Linked DNA regions of Mus musculus: region 2 is linked to region 1. Evidence: chromatin contacts called from public HiChIP or PLAC-seq data. All regions are on one chromosome and are shown on one strand. The core of a region is the stretch at or near the end of the contact, and the rest is flanking DNA. Distances in the headings are between cores, read along the strand shown.

Evidence for each region. HiChIP or PLAC-seq counts read pairs in DNA pulled down with a chosen protein or histone mark.
Region 2: a contact with region 1 is called in an H3K4me3 HiChIP or PLAC-seq map of bone marrow-derived macrophages, with 5 times the contacts expected there. The contact joins two enhancer-like sites. A contact is called at or near these places in 46 of 484 Hi-C or Micro-C datasets (B cells, CD4 T cells, CD8 T cells and 28 more), 12 of 115 datasets of contacts at active chromatin or transcription factors (the HPC-7 cell line, bone marrow-derived macrophages, embryonic stem cells and 5 more) and 2 of 9 other capture datasets (adipose tissue and liver).

Annotation. Positions count from the first base shown.
Region 1 is chr15:25,827,189-25,831,829 of GRCm38.p6, forward strand. No RefSeq gene overlaps it. Among named protein-coding and RNA genes, the nearest start is that of Retreg1, 14 kb to the right of the region's middle. Within about 2 kb of position 1,438, at least 103 of the 459 cell types and tissues checked have an H3K27ac peak or open chromatin away from gene starts, as enhancers often do. A contact at or near this core is called in CD8 T cells, adipose tissue, bone marrow-derived macrophages and 3 more, where this site is marked.
Region 2 is chr15:25,913,607-25,918,068 of GRCm38.p6, forward strand. The region is part of intron 3 of Retreg1 (reticulophagy regulator 1); the gene reads left to right. Among named protein-coding and RNA genes, the nearest start is that of Mir7212, 32 kb to the right of the region's middle. Within about 2 kb of position 1,570, at least 128 of the 459 cell types and tissues checked have an H3K27ac peak or open chromatin away from gene starts, as enhancers often do. A contact at or near this core is called in CD8 T cells, adipose tissue, bone marrow-derived macrophages and 3 more, where this site is marked.

The DNA of each region.
Region 1 (4,641 bases), core at 188-2,687:
TTCCTTCTTCTTTCTTTCTCTCTCTCCCTCCCTCCCTCTCTCTCTCCCTCCCTCCCTCTCTCTCCCTCTCTCTCTCTCTCTCTCTCTCTCTCTCTCTCTCTTTCTTTCTTCCTTTCTTTCTCCCTTTCTCAGGATCAGTGTCTGCCTATGAAGCCCAGACTGTCTTTGAAATTACAGCACGCTTGTCTCAGTGTCCACAGTGCTAAGATTGCAGTCCTGAGCTCCCACACAGTAGATAGGGCTGCGCTGTGGGATCCAGGCTGGCCTCAAATTCCTTGGTTTGAGCTATCCTCCTACCCAAGCCCCCCATGAAGTTGGGCCTATGGGTGCATGTGTACCACACAGGCTCCGACCCTCGCTTCAGGTGTATGGCCACGGTCTGCAGAAACTCAACAGTACCCCCACCACATTCATCTCTCAGGAACCCCTAGCCATTCAGCTCTTGTGGTACCCTGACACCCCTAATCCCTATTTCAATAGTCTTGTTTAAATTTTTGTACTCAGTCCGTACTTACTTCAGCATGAAGACGCAAGACTCATCAGGCGCTCTTTGCCTTTCTGTCACAGATCCCAGCTTCCCAGTCCTGGGTCTTTAGTGTTATTTAGAAGTGACGTTCCCTCCCTTCAGCATATGGGCTTTCTATCTAGTTTGCTTCCTTCCACCTCTGCTTGGCTGAGTACGATGTATGTGAGGCACAGTACACTTAAGAAAGAATGCTTGCTATTCTCTCCCGGATTCTCACATTCCTTCAGATGTCAGCCTGTATCCTTGATGCCATGCTAGTCTCCTCATTGGTGACCTAAACAGCCTTTTAAAGATGAAAGTCACATCGAATCACTTGCAGAAAACCCATCTGCTGGAAGAGGTGTGCCCTCAAATGACTCCTCTGATGAACATTAGTACTGCAGTGTTTAGAGGCATGACTTTGGAGAAAGCAGCTCCTGAGGGCTGGAACTCATCAATGGAATCGTCTGTGGATGGATTAGTAATTTATAGGTATAACTGGGAAGTGGTGGGAATCTGGGGGTGGGATTGAGTTGGAGGAAAGTAGAGTGTGCTCTTAAAGACATACACAATGCAACGGGGCCCTCCCTGCTACTCTTCCTTCTTGACCACCACGAGGTGAGCAGCTTTGCAGTATACACCCTCACAATGCTGTGCTGGCTCAGAAACAGTGGTTCTAACTGACTTCAGACTGAAACCTTCGAAACTGTGAGTAAAATATAGCTAACCCGCCCGCCCTGCAGTTGACCTTCTCAGGGATTTGTCATGCCAATGGAACACTGGCAAGCATGTCACCACTGTTTCACAAGTGCTTGTTTGCCATGTGAGCGTTCTCTCCATGTGAGCGTTCTCTTCCACTAGCTCTGTGGGCTCATTGCTATCATTTCTCCGCCTCCTGCCCTTGACCTCTCTGTTCAGCTGCTGCGATGTTCCTGTGGTTTCTTGAGTAGTTATTTGCAAGACAGTCTAAGCTTTGAGACTCCCACACTTCCCCTTTGCTCTGTCTGACATGGCCTGGCTTCCTGAATGTCACGTGACTGTGTTGCTTTCCATCTCTCGACTCAAAACATCACTTCCCTGACCACCCCTACCTCTCTTTCAACGAGCTGTCCGGATCTGCTGCCCGCTGTTCTCCTTCATTGCACTTAATACGTATTAGAATGTTAACACACCCTGAGGAATTCCAGGCTTTTGTATTGTCCACCTATGCTTGCTTATCTCTGTGATTTGCTTATTGGAAGACATAAATGAAGCCACCTAGCTTCTGCCACTTAGTGCCTTGGCACTAACATACCCAGGAACACCACATGGATTCTAGAATCGACTCAATAGCAAGAGGTCTTCTGGGCGCTTGTCCTAGTGGACCTGGCTAGCTGAAATGCACCATCTCCAAAACTCAAGCCTCTCTCTCTCTCTCTCTCTCTCTCTCTCTCTCTCTCTCTCTCTCTCTCTCGTTTGTCTTTCCTCTCTACTCCATGTCTTGGTAAGGACAACAAATCTCATGATCATTAGTTTCTTCCTAAACTCACATTTGTTTTTATTTATACACGTCTGTGTGTGCTTGTGCGTGTGGCAAAGTGTAGGTGTGGGAGTCAGAGGACAAGCTGTCAGAGCTGGTTTTCTTCTTCTATGGTGCGGGCCTTGGAGAATCAAACTCAAGTTTTTCACAGCAATACAAACCTAACTGGGACACTGTATGTGTAAGCATCCTATGTTCAAGCAGGAACTAACTAGTTGTCAGTTCTTAAGAATGCCATGCTCACTTGATGTTGCATGTTCTGGGTTCTGGTCCCTTTACTTGGGATGCCTACCCATTTGTCTGGAAAACTTGATATTCTTTGTCTTAGGATTCTCTAGGTGAACAGATGCAGACCTTATAGAGTGAATATGTGTGTGTGTGTGTGTGTGTGTGTGTGTATACATACATATTCATGTATATGTGTATATACATTATATACAGAATTAATTATTATATATGGGACATATCATTCATATATATGTATATATGGGACTTGTTAGAATGGCTTATATATTGTAGTTCAACTAGTTCAATAATGGTTATCTACCAATGAAAGTTCTGAGAATCCAGTAGTTGTTCAGTCCACAAGGCCAGACATCTCAGCTGGTCTTCAGTATACACCAGAATCCTGAAGAAGTAGCCTCCAATGCCAGGAAAGGAATGGACTTGCCAGACAGAGGGAGAGAGAGCAGGCAAAGAGTAAGCTTCCTTCTTCCATGTTCTTCAGAAAGTGTGGCCCACATTAAAGGTGGATTTTTCCCACCTCAAAAGATCCAGATTAAAACTTGGTCTTCCCACTTCAAATTATTTAACTAAGAAAAACGTCTCTCCCAAGTATATCCAGCTGCTTGGGTTTTTGTTAATTCTGGAAGCAGTCAGGTTGACAACCAAGAATAGCCATCACACTCTTGAAACCCTGGCTCAGAAGCCTTCTTTGTTGCAAACACTTGGTTCTAATTTTGGAAACGGCAAAGGTCTTTTCACCAACCTCATGTAATTTATTGAAGTTAGTATGCTCCTCTGTATTTAGACCAGGGTCCCTGATGGCCCTTATACTTACCAGTAGAATTTCTCCTCCTATCGCCCCCTTGGCTGCTATTAGCTGCTCTAAAAGTGTTGGCTCCCTCTTTCCATGTTTGATTCTGTACCCATCAATGGCAAGGTATTTATTCACCTCTGTTCCTTCCCTTCCATGGTCTTAGGGACAGATGAAGCTCAATTAAAACAAACAAACACAGACAAACAAACAAACAAAAACACTAAGGAATTTACGTACAGAACTCTGCTTCTTGGAGAAGATAAACATTTCATCTCTTCCTGTCTCCAGAAAAGCCAGTGTTACCCTGCTAAGTGGTGTCACAAGGATCTTAAGCAACAGTTCACAAGTAGGAAAAATTGCTGTCACCTATGAGGCACTGCTTTGGGGAACAGGAAGTAAAAGGAAATGACCTAATTCTTATTTTAGAGCTACTCTATTTCCTATTTTCTCTGTCTTCTGAAAAGCACTTTTTTTCCCAGTTGTTTTGAGGCGTTTCAAAGCCACATTAACTTAGACAATTCTAGACTTACACAATGAACCCCTGGATACACTCATGCTCACACACACACACACACACACACACACACACACACACCAACACCTTTCCAACACCAGCCTTCTCATTCCCTTCCACCCACATACACACGCTTCCCATCTCCCTTGGCTGACAGCAGGCAGCTATCCTCACAATGTTTGATCCCTGCCTGCATCTTGCGTAACTAAAGAGAAATGTTGTTTTCCAGCAGGTTAGAATCACTAGTACTGAAGAGCATTAATGTTAATTCAACAAAGTCATCTAGCGTACTCTCTGCACTCCGATTTCTCCAACTGTCCTCTGAATACCCTTAGACTGCACCTATTGTCTTCACTGAGAATCCAATCAAATTTCTCACGATGATCTGGCTTTTCTCTCTCCCCATATACGTTGCCAACATTATCACTGGGCTCTGAAAACCCAGCCCAGGTAACCTGCAAAGTGCCCATTCCCTGGATTCTTTGATGTTCTGGTTTGCTTTCTGGTGCTATGGTGAGACACGGAACAAAACAGCTTGGTGGGCGGGAAGGCTTTCTGTTGGCCCATACTTCCAAGTCATATTCCATCATTGTGGGGACTCAGGCAGGAACTCAAGCAGACACCTGGAGACAGTAATTGCAGTGGGGACTATGGAGAAATGCTGCTGACTGCCTTTCTCCTAGGTTCATGTTCAGATGTCTTTCCTATGCAGCCCAGGCCAACAGCCCAGGACGGCACTGCCCAGGAGTGGGCCGGGCCCTCTTTCATCAACTAGCAAAGAAGAAAATGTCTCAAGACATGGCCACAGAGAAGTCTCGTGGAAGCAGTTCCTCACTGAAGTTCCCTTGTCCCAGGTGTCTCTAACTTGTGTCAAGTTAGCAAAAACCTAACTAGCACATTCTCATCTGTTATGTCCAAGTGAGATGTAGATGAAACCTTTCCAGGATATTTTGTCTCGGAGTGCCCTTCTCTGGCATCTTCAGATCCGGAACTTAAGAGTCAGATTGTCCCACTACAGCTGGTGCCAGCATGACAGGATGTAGACATGGCAGGTCCGGTCAGAT
Region 2 (4,462 bases), core at 320-2,819, 87 kb after region 1:
AGGCTACAGAGCTATTAGGCACGTCTTCCCAGTGTGCTCTAACTTCTGTCTTGTGTCTCACTACGCTCTCAACATTGGGTAGCCTGCAGTTGGTGTGAGGGGGTGTGAGATTTCCTGCCCCTCTTTCCACGGCAGCTGAGCTGAGAACGCTCAGAGCCACATTAGCATGGACTGGATGCTGTCTTTCTTATAACTCCGTTCTCTTCTGCTTACAACCACCAGTTAGATCCAGTGCTAGCTCCAGTTTCTCATTAACGGGTCTGTAGCTTTACCAGACTAGGTTATCCTAGTAAATGATTCACTGGGCTGTGAATGAAGTTTGGGAAGGGACAGAATCAAAGGGCGTGAGAAGTTCAGCCTTTCAGGGACTTTCTTCCCCGAATTTGTGCTAGGATGGGATCTGTGACATCACTCCTGGGTGACAGTAGTGTTTGTGCACGGTTTCCTTCCGAGATGGCAGAAAGCCTCTGCAGCTCTGCCACTGCAGGTATGGTCCGCCTCTGTCTGTACCTTTCCAAGCATCACCAACGCATGTGTTGACAAGGCCAAACTCATGAGCTCGGTTGGTACTTGAGAAGCCGCACGAGTTTACAGCAACTGCTCCAAGGTCATCATCAGAAAGAAAACCCCACAGACAGGCTTGTTATGTTGGTATTTTGTAGTTGGTAGGTGCTTGATTTGAGAAATTCCCTTTGGAGTCCCTAGAGCCAAATTGAAACAGTTGCAAAAGCGTGGGAGTGCTGGCCCAGAAATCTGGCCCTTGCTTGCTTCTGGGTTTGATCCTTTGCATTGTAAACAAAACACAAAATAACAAGCTTAGAACAAGGATTCTGAAGAACTGATTTTGCCAGCAAAGTGGCTCAGCAGGAAAGGACACATGCCACCAAATATAAGGGCCACCAAGTGTGAGGACCTGAATTTGAACCCTGGAATCCTCAGGGTAGAAGGAGAGGAGACTCCTCAAAGTTAATCTCTGATGTCTGTATATGTGGTGCCCCCCCACACCTATTACAGACATAAATAAACATTTTTTAGAAGAACTGATTATATATATGTGTGTATATATGTATATGTGTGTGTGTGTGTGTATGTATATATAATGTCAGACACATTCTTTTCTTAACCCAGAAAACAGAGGAATATAAACACACAAACTTTACATGGAAAAGTGTTTGGCCATGTGCTGTCTTCAAGATGAGCACATCTCTGTTCATCCCAAATGCCATCCCCACTTTCCTTATGCAAGGCTACGCTGCTTTTAAAAATAAAGGTTATTTTAAAAACATGCCACTCACTTCAGTCATATTTGATAAGTAGAGAGCCGAGGACCTGTAATTACCTGACATTAACTAGCTGCTGAATAAAATGATTGTGAAGGTCTGACAGATACTCCAAACACATTTGAGGCAAGTGCGGGACTCGATGGTTACACCTGCCAACCGCTCGTGAGCTCCTGCTCCAGAAGGAACACAGGGGCTCCAGACAAGACGAGCAGGCAGTAAGGGCCAGGCCCGGTCTTGACCTTTCCTTGTCTCCTGGCTCTCTGAGTCCCAGCTGCAGATTACGAAATGTGCCCTGGATGTTGTTTCCAGAGGGCACACGTCCCTTTGATGACAGCTTATTTCTGGATTCCTGGGGCAAATGCTTGAAGTCTGATGACATTCAGGGGTGTGTTTCCCAGGCCAGCATCTGATTAGTCACCAAATTCCAGGGACTCTCCCAGTTGGCTTGCGGTATAGCACGTGAGTCCAGAGATAAAATAACTTATTTCCTCTAGTCTCATTTTAATGGTCCACAAAGCCAAGCCTTGTTCCTTTCTCTGGGCTCTAACTGTGGATGTCGATAGGCCATTTAAAAAATGAAACCCTGTTCTTTGTGGGTAAACAGGGTTGCTAAGGCTTTTGCAGGTGGGGCTCCTTTTAAGGGTGTGTGACCTTATATCTGAAAAGGTGACTCGAGTCACCTCTGAAAAATCTTAGAAAGTAGAGTGAGACCACATCAGGTTCTTTCCGGAGCTCCTCAGTGTTACTTTAACAAGCAACGTGCTTGTCTTTCCTCTCCGTCCACAGACTGGGTCTGTGATCCCTGTCGGGGCTCAGAGGCTCAGCAGGTCTGTGCTATGCCAGGAGGAAGGGCTGTATTAGTTAAGGCCCTGGAGATCCTCTGGATTTTGCAGTACTGCCTTTAAAATGAGGACAGTGGGAGCAGCAGCCTCGCAGAGCTTCAGCCAGGATGCAGCTCACAGAGATGTAACGTTTAACAGCACTGTTGTGCCGTGCACATTGGGCTCCTCTGATCTCTGCTCTTGGTCTCTGTCGTTACTGTCATTTGATTTGAGAAGAGCCACTGATCCGAAGCTGCCTTTATGCCAAGCCCCAGACACCACAGGAGCAGAATCAAGCACTAATCCTGCAGCTGCCCAGATCCCTCACATCACAGACTCCTGTGGTCCAAGTCCCATCTCTTCATCTGTCTGTGAGGTTGGCATCTGGGTCCTCACAGTGGGAGCCAGGCGCCATCTGCTTTCCACTTTAGTGGAGTTGGGTATGTGTGGCAGGATTAAGTTTCCTAGCGTTCTCCACCACTCAGGGTTGCACCATGGCTCTGGAAATCTCTTCGGATTTGGGGTCCTGTGAGATCCATCATTTCTTTCTCTCCTGTGGCTGTGGTAAAATGGAGGGACAGGGCTGTGCTGATCTCAGTTCCTACCCCTGCTAAAACGCAGTGGTTCTGTGACTATAGCCAAAGGCAGAGAGTTCCTGCTCTAAATGTGTTTCCTCTCCCTGGTGTTTGCCCTGAGCACTGTCAAAAACACAGCAGTCACATCATGTGGAGAGGTGGAGATGACTCACTGACACATGGTACCCAAGGCCCACATGCATTTTTTTTAAGTGAGAGTGCTCTCTCTCTCTCTGTCTCCCTCTCCTTCTCCCTCTCTCCCTCTCTCCCTCTCCCTTCCCCTCTCCCTCTCCCTCTCTCTCAAAGGACTTGCCCTTTAGCAAGGAATAAGATCTTGAAATAGCGCTGGGCAGTGGTGACACAAGCCTTTAATCCCAGCACTCGGGAGGCAGAGGAGGGCGGATTTCTGAGTTCTAGGCCAGCCTGGTCTACAGAGTGAGTTGCAGGACAGCCAGGGCTACACAGAGAAACCCTGTCTTGGAAAACAAACAAACAAAAAAAATCTTGAGATCCCATTCCTTTAGGGTATAGGAAATGGCATTTAATTTCAGACATTATAGTGAGATTAAAGGGCTCAGAAGTCTCTAACATGTGTGGTAGAGCCTCTCTCTGAGAAGAGCTGTTAGACTCATCCAGCTAAGTTAGATGGGTTCTTCTGCCAGCGATGGGGGCGGGGGGGGGGGCAGGGACAGATGAGTGAGGATGACTTGGAGCTGGTCAAGGGAAATCAATTGACATTAGACCTTTCAAAACAATGTAGATATTTTTATCTATTTATTGTGTGCTGTGGCGCACATGTGGACATCAGAGGACAGTGTGAAGAAATTGCTGTTGTTCTTCCGGCCTGTGGGTCCTGGGGATTGAACTCAGGTCATGAGGTTTGGTGAAAGTCCTCTTTACCCACTGAGGCACCTTCCCAGCCCTGGTATTGGACTGTTTTGCCTAACCCTCTTGCCCAGTAGTAAGGGCTATGGTTAAAAACGTTCCCCAGAAGGTTTCGTGTGGCCCCAGTACAGGGGAACGCCAGGGCCAAAAAGTGGGAATGGGTGGGTAGGGGAGTGGGGGGGAGGGCATGGGGGACTTTTGGGATAGCATTGGAAATGTAATTGAGGAAAATACGTAATAAAAATATATATTAAAAAAAAAAGAAGGTTTCGTGTGTTAAAAATTTAATGTCCGAGTTCACACGTTAATGGCATTTAGAGGTGGGACTTCTAGGGAGTGACTGTGATTAGATGAAATTATGTGAGACCTGCATAATATCCCTAGTGTGCTGAGCAGAGGGGAGACCCAGTCTGGCACAGGGCAGCTTGGTGCCACATCACGATACAACACAGGGCCTTCATCAGATGCCAGGACCCAGTGTTCATGGATTCTCCAGTCTGCACAGCCCTGTACCAGGACTCAGCATCTCAGGACTGTTAGGATAGGAAGTCAACCGAGGGTCCAGCTGTGCTGCCTTGGCCTCTAGGTAGTTTCTCACTCAAAGGTCATCTCTGAAAACCCTCAAGGAGACCCTTGGTTGGTTTGTTTCTGTCTTTCATTCTTTTGCCCTTCTTTCATTCTTTTTGCCCTTTTTGGACAAACCCCACACATGCATCTCTGGCTGGCTATAACTTACGATGTAGACCAGGCTGACTCTAAACTTGTCCTCTTATCTTCAGTCTCTGTGCTCCATGTGTCTCAATAGCTGGTGAAAACCAAGCCATGCTAGAAAGCATTGTCATCTTCCTCAAGGATGCTACCGTAAGACAAAGGCAGGGGATGAATTTTGAACCCCATT